2 separate regions of the Mus musculus genome follow, and region 2 is linked to region 1. A link is a contact called in public Hi-C data. All regions are on one chromosome and are shown on one strand. Each heading gives the region's core, a stretch centred on a gene start, on an enhancer-like site or on the middle of the called end of the contact. The rest is flanking DNA. Distances are from core to core; before and after follow the strand shown.

Region 1 (4,491 bases), core at 1,271-3,770:
TTAAAAATACAGAAGTAAATGTAGATGTGAAAAAGCATGTGCGTGTAAGTATGTATGTATATATACATATTGTAAATATACATGTATGTCCATGCGTATATACATATTGTAAATATACATGTATGTCCATGTGTATATGTGTTCTCTATCCTTGTCCTCTCAGAGAGCCTGGGACAAGCCACAGAAACATCAAGAACAATGCCCTGTTCAAAGCTTAGTTTCTGAATACACCACTAACCAGAACCAGAGATTCTTAGAACAATGGCTGACTCCAAGGTCAGGCCAGGGAACACAAAAGACAAGCCTTAACCAAAGTGTTTGCTTACTTATTTGGGGGAAAAAAGGAAAAGGTCTTCAAAGGATAACAAAATATATCCAAAAAAAAAGAAAAGAAAAGAGAAGAGAAGAGAAGAGAAGAGAAGAGAAGAGAAGAGAAGAGAACATAGTGCCAAACTTCAGCTTAAAAGGCCCATGGTAGCCAAATCAGACAGAATATGAGCACCAAATAAGTAATAATAAAAATGTAGGGATCCAGGAATAAGTAAATAGAGAGTAAGCTTTTCCATAAAGAAGAATGTCAATCAACAAACAGAACAATGGGAACCGGACATTAACATTTGGTACCTAGCAAAGCGATAATTCTTCAGGTAAGGAGCACCCATGAAAAGTGGGGCATGCTGGCAGGCACAGCCTGTTTACCCAGCTCCTGGAAGGCTGGTGCAGGAGCAGCATCACAAGTTTAAGGCCTACAAGGGCTCCATATTGAGTCTGAAGCTGGCCTGGGCTATGTCACCAGATCCTGTCTCAAGGAACAATAACTAGGGCTGGTGAGATGGCTCAGTAGGTAGAGATGCCTACTGCCAAGCCCAATGGCCTGAGTTCAATTCCCAGAATGCACGGTAGAAAAACAGAACGGATCACAGCAAGTTGCCCTCTGCCTTCCACACACCCATCCTAGACATACCCCCTAATAAATTTTAAAACATAGGAGGAGCAGGTGGAGAAAGATTGGTAAATACTAAGCTGTAAGGGAAAAGACTGATAAATGGGGCCTCTGCATAGGCCTAAAAGTATCTCTCACAAAATATTTTTACAACAAAGGGGGGAATAACTTAACAACAACAACAAAAGGCTAACAACTCCTTAATCAGGCGAGGAAATGAACATCATCGGGAAAGGGTCACATCAGAGTCGTATGTGACCCACAAGAACGCTGGATGAAGGCATCACACTTGTGAGGATGTGATTTGAAAGTACCTGACCTGAATAACATCACGAGGAAATGCCCAAGGAGCCCAGATTGGCAGATATTCTATAGGATAATGGCCTCTAATTGTCAAAAAAAAAAAAAATGTCAAGTTCATGCAAGCTGAGGACAGATTAAAAAGGAAGGGTTCCTGAATGCAGTGCCTGGCCCTGAATCAGACGCAACACAAAGGCCATTATTGAGACATCTGGCAGACTTGAATGGGCCTGTGCATTAATGGTACCAGTGCACCAGTGCGTTTCCTGGTGCTGGTGGTCATGCTGTGGTGATGTGTCTTTGATGTAGGAAAGACACACTCAAGTATGCAGGAGAGATGAGACATCAGAGTTACAAGTGACTTGCTGAGGATTCTGGGGATGGGGGGAGCAGTTGGAGAGAAAAAAGGGATTCTTTGTAGTATTCTTATAACGCCAGTCTAAGTCTGAAATTAGTTCAAAAGGGGAGGACCTGGCGGGAAAGACAATTGCAAAGTATGTAAATAATTTACAAGGAAGGAAGAAAACAAATTTCTGCAAATACAACAAATTCTAGAAAACTCTTTCTGTGGTGCCTCAGTTAACTTTCTATTTCTTTCTATTCCAGGCACTGAACACCATTACCATCTATTCTGCCTGGCTTAAGGGATGACCCAACAACGATCTGGTCCATGAGCCTCTGAGCTTCATTGCCTGGGAAAGATGGGCAGTCCCCCTTCATCAGTCACTTAAAACTGTTACGGTGCAAGGGAAATTAAAAAGATGACTGAAGAGGTGGCCTGCTTGCTTAGAGAAGTCTCTCAAATGTAGACATCCAAGACGTACCTCCAGCCAGCTTCCTATACTAAAATAAAGAAAAAGGGCGGCTTTTAACATTTTAAAACACCATTGATTTCACAGAAGCACTGGGTGGCTTCATATAGGTTAATCTGGTAACAAAGAAAAACATCTCGGCCATCTTTTGCTGGGCAGGCATCACAGGTTGTGGATCTTAGAAGCACACACACACTGAGCCCCAGTAGCCAATTGCCCAAAAGCTCTCTATTTTCCACCAGCCCCTAAAATTGTCCTTCCCAGTATCCGTTCATTTAGAGCATGATTGAAATCCTCACTCCCACAGCCTTTCGGGTACTTGGCTCCACGATGGCCCACCCTGAGGAAGGGCTGCGCTCTGTTTCTCATTTGCAACTTTTCCTCATTTGCAGAAGGAAGTCTGAATGAACCTTCAGTCCTACTTGTTCCAGCCAGGCTGGAAACTGCACTCACTGCACTGACCTCAGAGAACCAAGCAGAGTACATATAACCATTGTCCAGGGAGGAACAGCTAAGACTCTGTGCCCATGGAAAGTGAAGCCAGTGGCTCAAGAACAATTGCTTCCTTCTACAAAGACTGGACCAAGCAGCCATCCCGACTGCCCTCCACCTCCCACAAGCCTGCCCGGGCAGAGCAGCCAGAACACTCTCTCTAAAAACACCAGTTAAGATTCTGTCCGTCTGCTGAAAACCCACTGATGTCACAGTAACTGACTTCCAGCCCCTGTGCTGTCTTTGCACCCCAAACTGCTTGGGCGGGGGCAGGGAGTGTCTACGCCAAGGCTTCAATAGCTGTTGTCGCTCAGCCTCATGTATGTGCTCTTCCACTTGCTGCTACTGTCTGAGAAAGCGCCCTCCGCCCTCCGCTACTAGCTCCTGTATGTGAGCACTTAGTTACCAGTTCCCTGGGCAGTTTTGGGAGGCTTAGAAGATTGCTCTTTGGAATGCTTAGGAGGGAGCACTTAGCAGGAGGAAGTCAGCTATCTGCAGACCTTGGGGTTTCTAGGCCAGCCTTGCCGCCTGACCCCTCAATGCTTGCTGATGCATCCAGATGTGAATGAGCAGCCTCTTACTCCTATTGTTGCCACAGTCATTTCCACCACGATGCCCTTTGGCCTCAATGAAGAATCCATTGTATCTAAATTCAGTGTATCCATACGACATTGTATCCAAATGTCTGTCAAAACAAATCTTTCTTCCCTTGATTCTTGCCAGGGATTTGGTCACAACAACAACACAAAAAAGTAACTAAGACCAGGTGTGGTGGGGCATGCCTCTAACCCCTCAGACAGAGGCAAGTGGATCTTTGTGAGTTCAAGGTCAGCCTGGTCTACAAAATTAGTTCCAGGCCAGCTAGAGCAACATAGTGTCTAGTAAAAAAGTGACTAATACATTGGCTTACTGAGTTTTCTGATTTAGCTTCAAAATTACTCCCTCAGCAAGATTTCTCAGTCTCCCCAAGGAAAGCCCCCACAAATCTATGTGCTTCAACGGTCATAGCCTGTGGCAAAAGCCAAAGGTTAATCAATATTTTTTAAATAAATAACATGTAACTTATTACAGTTTTCTCCCTTATCCATTGTTTCCGTGGTTTTAATTACTGAAGGTCACACACTGTCTGAAAATATTAAATGGAAGTTCCAGAGACAAACAATTCATACATGTAAAGTAACTTATGCTATATTGTTAGAATTGTTCTATTTTATTATTGATGTTGGGTTTTTTATTGTTTATTTGTGTGTGTGTGTGTGTGTGTGTGTGTGTGTGTGTGTGTGTGTGTGTGTTGGGATGTGGGAGGGGGGATATGTGCAGGTAACTAGCAAAAGCCAGAAAAGGGCATCAGATCCTCTGAAATTGGGGCTGTGGATGGCTATAAGATGTTGGAACCAAGCTAGGGTCTTCTGGAAGATCAGCAAGCACTCTTAACTTCTGAGTCATCTCTCTGGCACTTAATATTAGCTCATAATATCCTCTAGTATCCTACTATGCCTAACTCATAATTAAACTTCAGAGGGATGCATGCATAGGAAAAACTTACATTTATATTATACATATTATATATATATATATATATATATATATATATATATATACACATAATATACATACACACACACACACACACACACACACATATATTACTATCCACAATTGCAAAGTACCCCCAGTGGGTGTGTCTTGAACATCAAGCACCATGGTGAACAAAGAGAAATTCATAGGCAATAAAATATCTTTTCTCTATTACCTATATGTGCTATAGAAAATTCTGCTGAAGAAGGCAGTAGGGAATATATTTTTTAATTACTTCTTATAAATAATGTTATATTACTTACAAGATATCAGGATATTGCCTGTTTTAAATTCCATATATAGGAATTCACCAAGAACTTAATCATTCTCTCTAGCGGTGCCTATAACCAACAGTTTGTGATGGTC
Region 2 (4,641 bases), core at 652-3,151, 180 kb before region 1:
ACTGTACCATAGAACATGCTTTAACTATGGAAGTGCCCCGGTAATGTCTCTGTGAAGCTGGGGACTGTGCCGATAATAGGGTGGAGGTTATTGCCAGAGCAGAACCCTTTATATTCAGTCCACCCATTTGTATATTTGACTTTCACACAGTATTCTATTTGAAGATGGACACCATGTCAAAATAGTAAAGTAACACGGATTCTGGCTATACACTAGCTCTCCATCCCTGTGATAAAACACCCAGGATGGCTTATGACCTGAGAGGTTTTATCTTGGCTCATGGGTACAGAGGTTTCATTCTTTCCTTTGTAGGCTCATTTTCTGGAGCTAATGGAAGGGAGCGTATGATGGTAAGAGAGACTCAGTGGAACATAGCTGCTCACTATAGCAATAGAGAAACAAACAAACAAACAAAAACAAACAAGGAAAACATCCGTTGCAGTTCCGGTTCCCCCGTCAATGGGATACCTTGTCCAATATCCTGCTTTCTTCCGGCAAAGACTACAGTATCTTCCAATGGTATCCCCGGTTGGTGACTGTGCTGGTTAGTTCTCTATCAGCTTGACACAAGCTGCCGTAGTCATCTAAGAGGAGAAAATCTCAACTGAGAAAATGCCTCCGTAAGACCTGGCTGTCCGCAAGCATGTTGGGTGTCCTTTGAATTAACAATGGATGGGGGACTAGACTGGTGGTCCTGGGTTCTATGAGCAAACCGGCTGAGCAAGCTATGAGGAGAAGTCAGTGAGCAGCGCCCCTCCACGGCCTCTGCATCAGCTCCTGCCTCCAGGTTCTTGCACAGTTTGAGAATCTGCCTTGGATTCCCTTAATGGACTCTATGACTCAGGACATCTAAGCCAAATAAACCCTTTCTTCCCCCAAGTGGCTTTTGGCTTTTTATGATGGTGTTTCATCACAGCAATAGAAACCCTAAGACAGTGACCAACCCTTGAGCACATGCCACCTTTTGCAACAGTACAACATACATACCATAATATTTAGTCTTTACTAAAGCTAAACAGATGGCCGCCAGCTCTCCTCCTACAGACCCACTTTTCTACCTTTATGGTTGAGATTCAACAAAAAGGCAATGATTGTTTTCAAACATCTTTTTTAAAAAAGATTTATTTATTGTTGATTGATTGATTGATTGATTGATTGATTATAGATACAGTATTCTGTCTGCATGTATGTCTGGATGGCAGAAGAGGGCATCAGATCCCAGTATAGATTATTATGAGTCCCATTTGGTTGCTGGGAATTGAACTCAGGACCTCTCTTGAAGAATAGCCAGTGCTCTTAACCTCTGAACCATCTCTCCAGCCCCTCAAAACTCTTAATATTGCCAAAGAATTAACCCCCAAATCAACCTGCTGGGGAAATCACCAGCTTTCCTTAACATTCTTGCATGCATTGAGCATGGTTGTCTTTAAAACTCTGTGTGATTCTGATGGATGTTTAGATGAAGTCCTTTATTGTGCGTGACGCGTTGTGAGGATGTGTCCCCTCCCCTTGGGGCTATCTCCCAAGCCTCTCCCTCTTTGGAGAAGACCTGTTGTTCCCTCAGCTATCCAAGCAGGCTTGTGCTTGATTTTTAGTCTCATTAGTCCCTCATCCAATCACAGGAGTTGGCTTCTGGGAAAGCCAGAGCTATAATAGGGCTCTTGTGAAAAACCAAGATGTAAAGTCTCTCCTGTCCCCTGTTCCCGTACTCTACCTAGACCTGCAGAATTTCCAGGTACCTGTGCTAACAAGCAAGCGAACAAGCGGAGGCCTTCCAGGTCCAGTTGGCCACACATTGCTACTTAATAGTATACTAGGGTTCCTGACCAAAGGGTGTTCAAGTACAAGTTACCAAAGAGGTGGGGGTCTAAAATAGAAATGTTAAACGGCAACAAGAGAATGGCCACCAGGTGGCGCCATAGTTCCAAAATACAATCTTAATCCCAGCTGTGAAATATCAAAAGGCTTATTGCAGTGATTCTCTTCCCATCTTAGGTTTGTATCGAGCTACTGTCTACAGCTTGCACTGCCACGGTCAGCCAAACCTCTCAAGTTTGTTCATATTACTAACTCAAAGGTAAATTCAGTGGAAATTCAAGGGATGCAGAAGTGGGGAGTGGGGGGTGTAGGGGAGTGTTTAAAGTGTTTTAAACAAAACCAGTGGAGTTAAAAAATGAGTATTTATCTCAGCAACAGAGAGTTTAAATATGTATTTAAAAGCCATTTAACATATGTTCAACATTTAGATGTTAAATATGTACATGCATGGAATATTCTAATATGTAAATAGAACAGAAAATAGATTTATTTATACAAAATTGTATGCTGTATATATTTAAATGTTTGTCTGTTTTCTTCTTTTCTTCTTCTGTCTTCATTGTATCTTTTTAAATTTTTAAAAAAAGATTTATTTATTTATTATATGTAAGTACACTGTAGCTATATTCAGACACTCCAGAAGAGGGCGTCAGATCTTGTTAGGATGGTTGTGAGCCACCATGTGGTTGCTGGGATTTGAACTCAGGACCTTTGGAAGAGGAGCATCAACACCGCCCCATCCCTGCCAAGGTGGGCTCTATTCCCATAACCATCAGCTGGAATCAGTCCTTCACCGTTAACTAGAGCGCAACCCGCCCCCTCCACGCCCCAGGAAGTGCAGCACTGGATAACAAGGAAGAGTGATGAGAAGATGTCAGAGAACACAGAACCATCTAGAACAACTGAGTTAAAACAACATCCATAAAAATTAGAACAACTTTCTGAAATGGAAAATATCTGCCCCCATAATGCCCAAGGCAAATTAATTATAGTTCAAATGAAAGCTGTTTCTTTCAGAAGTGTTTTATTTTCCAAAGTCAATACTGCAACGCTTTTAAAGTTAGAGAGAAATGCAAAATCCGTGGGCTTCAGCCTTTTGACCCACATCAATAACTGCCAGGAGACGCTGGAAGTATATTTAGAACTTTGAACATAACGTGGTGTATGGCATGAAATGTTTACGGGAAGCCAATATTATTGCTTGCATGAGAAAGCAAGGAGACATTATCAGGATTCCTAGAGCTAAGAAAATACTGTCCATACTTCCTTACCCACAAAAGCAGGACACAATTCTTACTAAACAAGACCAGAACAGTTTATGATCACAAGAAGTCATTAGCAATAATTTTAAGTGGACCATAAAAATAAAGACCAAGAATGTGATTTAAATAGTAAATGTACTATGCATAATAAAAAAGCACACACTGATGAAAATCGTATCTCAAATCCTTTATCCAAATAATTTTTTTATTGAAAGTGGATTTTTTTCCCTTCGTACATTTCGATTATGATCCTGAAATTTCACAAGATCCAGAAGTGAAAGTAGATTTTGACAGTAACTAAAACACTCCGGCTTGTTGTCTGAGGTCAGACGGGCCGGTCGGTCACTGGGGGTGAGAATTCTCATGGCAGCAGCTCAGCTACAGGAGTGGAAAGGAACTTCAAAACCATCTTTTCAGAGCTATGTTTCATAAGACACCTGCACATGGCTCTCAAAGTATTTCTTTACATCTTTCTTCCCTTACGCTGGAAGGGCGTAGCACAGCTGGAACTCACAGCCAAAACAGAAATCAGAAATGGAAGCGCTCCACCACACACATTGGCCTTAGCTGACCCACAGGACAGTGCCACCTACATCTTACAATGAAATTGCGTAGTTCAGTAGGTATTTACAAAGATATTTTTTCTGTCTTGTCATCAGAAAGCTTAACAGAAAGGGGCTTTCTGTAATGTAGAAATGTTTTCATAGTTTTAAGGGCTTATGACCACTGTGTCACGAGTATTTATTATAGCAAACAACTTCGTCTCACATTCACTTGTCGCTTTCATAGAACGTGGCTTGTCGTTCAAAACCTACACATAATGTGCAATACCCACTTAGGTCAGGGTGAACCCTATCTTCCTTTATGAGACCAAATAGATAATATGTAACATTCTGTGTTTGATATTGCCCCGAGGAATTCAAACCAGGACAGGGGATATGCAAATGGGCATTCCAATCCAACTTTATGTTTAAAGTTTTCAACTCTTTTTACCCCTTTGTGTCTTTGTGAGTGTGGTTCCTGGGATGTCCCCCATAAGTCGCAGTTTGAATACTTGGTCTCCAGTTAGTTATTCGGGGAGAATTAGGAGACATGGTTTTGTTACTGGGGCCTGGCCTAGAGATTTCAAAGACTCCTGCCATTGCCACCACAGGCTTTATTTATTTATTTATGAATATGCACATAGGCCTTCAGCTAGGCTTGTGACAAGCTCGTGACACAACCTGTTTATGCTATTCAATGTCTGCCATGGTTACCTCTCCTCGTTCCTTATGTCCAACTCCCTCCAAGTCCAGATGAGGAATTTTTTTTGCTCCTGACTCCTTCTGAGAGTTCCCCTCTCTTTGCCAGATATCCCACCTTCTAATCCTTCTTCGTCTCATTGGTCATCAGATATTTATTGACAGGCGATGCTTTTACTCAGTGCAGAAGAGATTCTCATTCCTACATACATGCTGGCAAAACACCAAATGCACATAAAACAAATTTAAAATAAAATGTATAAGGGAGCACAAAAAAGATCTTGGATACCCATAGCAGCCTTGGGCAAAAGATGCTGGAG

The links. Hi-C and Micro-C count contacts between places; a contact is called where the count stands out from the background.
Region 2: a contact with region 1 is called in a Hi-C map of bone marrow-derived macrophages, with 20 read pairs. The contact joins two enhancer-like sites. A contact is called at or near these places in 1 of 15 datasets of contacts at CTCF or cohesin (pro-B cells), 7 of 484 Hi-C or Micro-C datasets (the HPC-7 cell line, Sertoli cells, bone marrow-derived macrophages and 4 more), 9 of 115 datasets of contacts at active chromatin or transcription factors (the 230-238 cell line, bone marrow-derived macrophages, effector CD8 T cells and 4 more) and 1 of 9 other capture datasets (bone marrow-derived macrophages).

Annotation. Positions count from the first base shown.
Region 1 is chr8:46,768,075-46,772,565 of GRCm38.p6, reverse strand. The region is part of intron 1 of Irf2 (interferon regulatory factor 2); the gene reads right to left. It overlaps Gm31172 (a long non-coding RNA gene), which reads left to right. Exons shown (of 2, transcript XR_378938.4): 2 at 1,850-2,019. Among named protein-coding and RNA genes, the nearest start is that of Gm31172, 4.5 kb to the left of the region's middle. RefSeq lists an enhancer at 320-1,995. Within about 2 kb of position 2,520, at least 69 of the 459 cell types and tissues checked have an H3K27ac peak or open chromatin away from gene starts, as enhancers often do. A contact at or near this core is called in bone marrow-derived macrophages, where this site is marked.
Region 2 is chr8:46,950,896-46,955,536 of GRCm38.p6, reverse strand. It overlaps a transcript of Enpp6 not described here. Among named protein-coding and RNA genes, the nearest start is that of Enpp6, 34 kb to the left of the region's middle. Within about 2 kb of position 1,901, at least 9 of the 459 cell types and tissues checked have an H3K27ac peak or open chromatin away from gene starts, as enhancers often do. A contact at or near this core is called in bone marrow-derived macrophages, where this site is marked.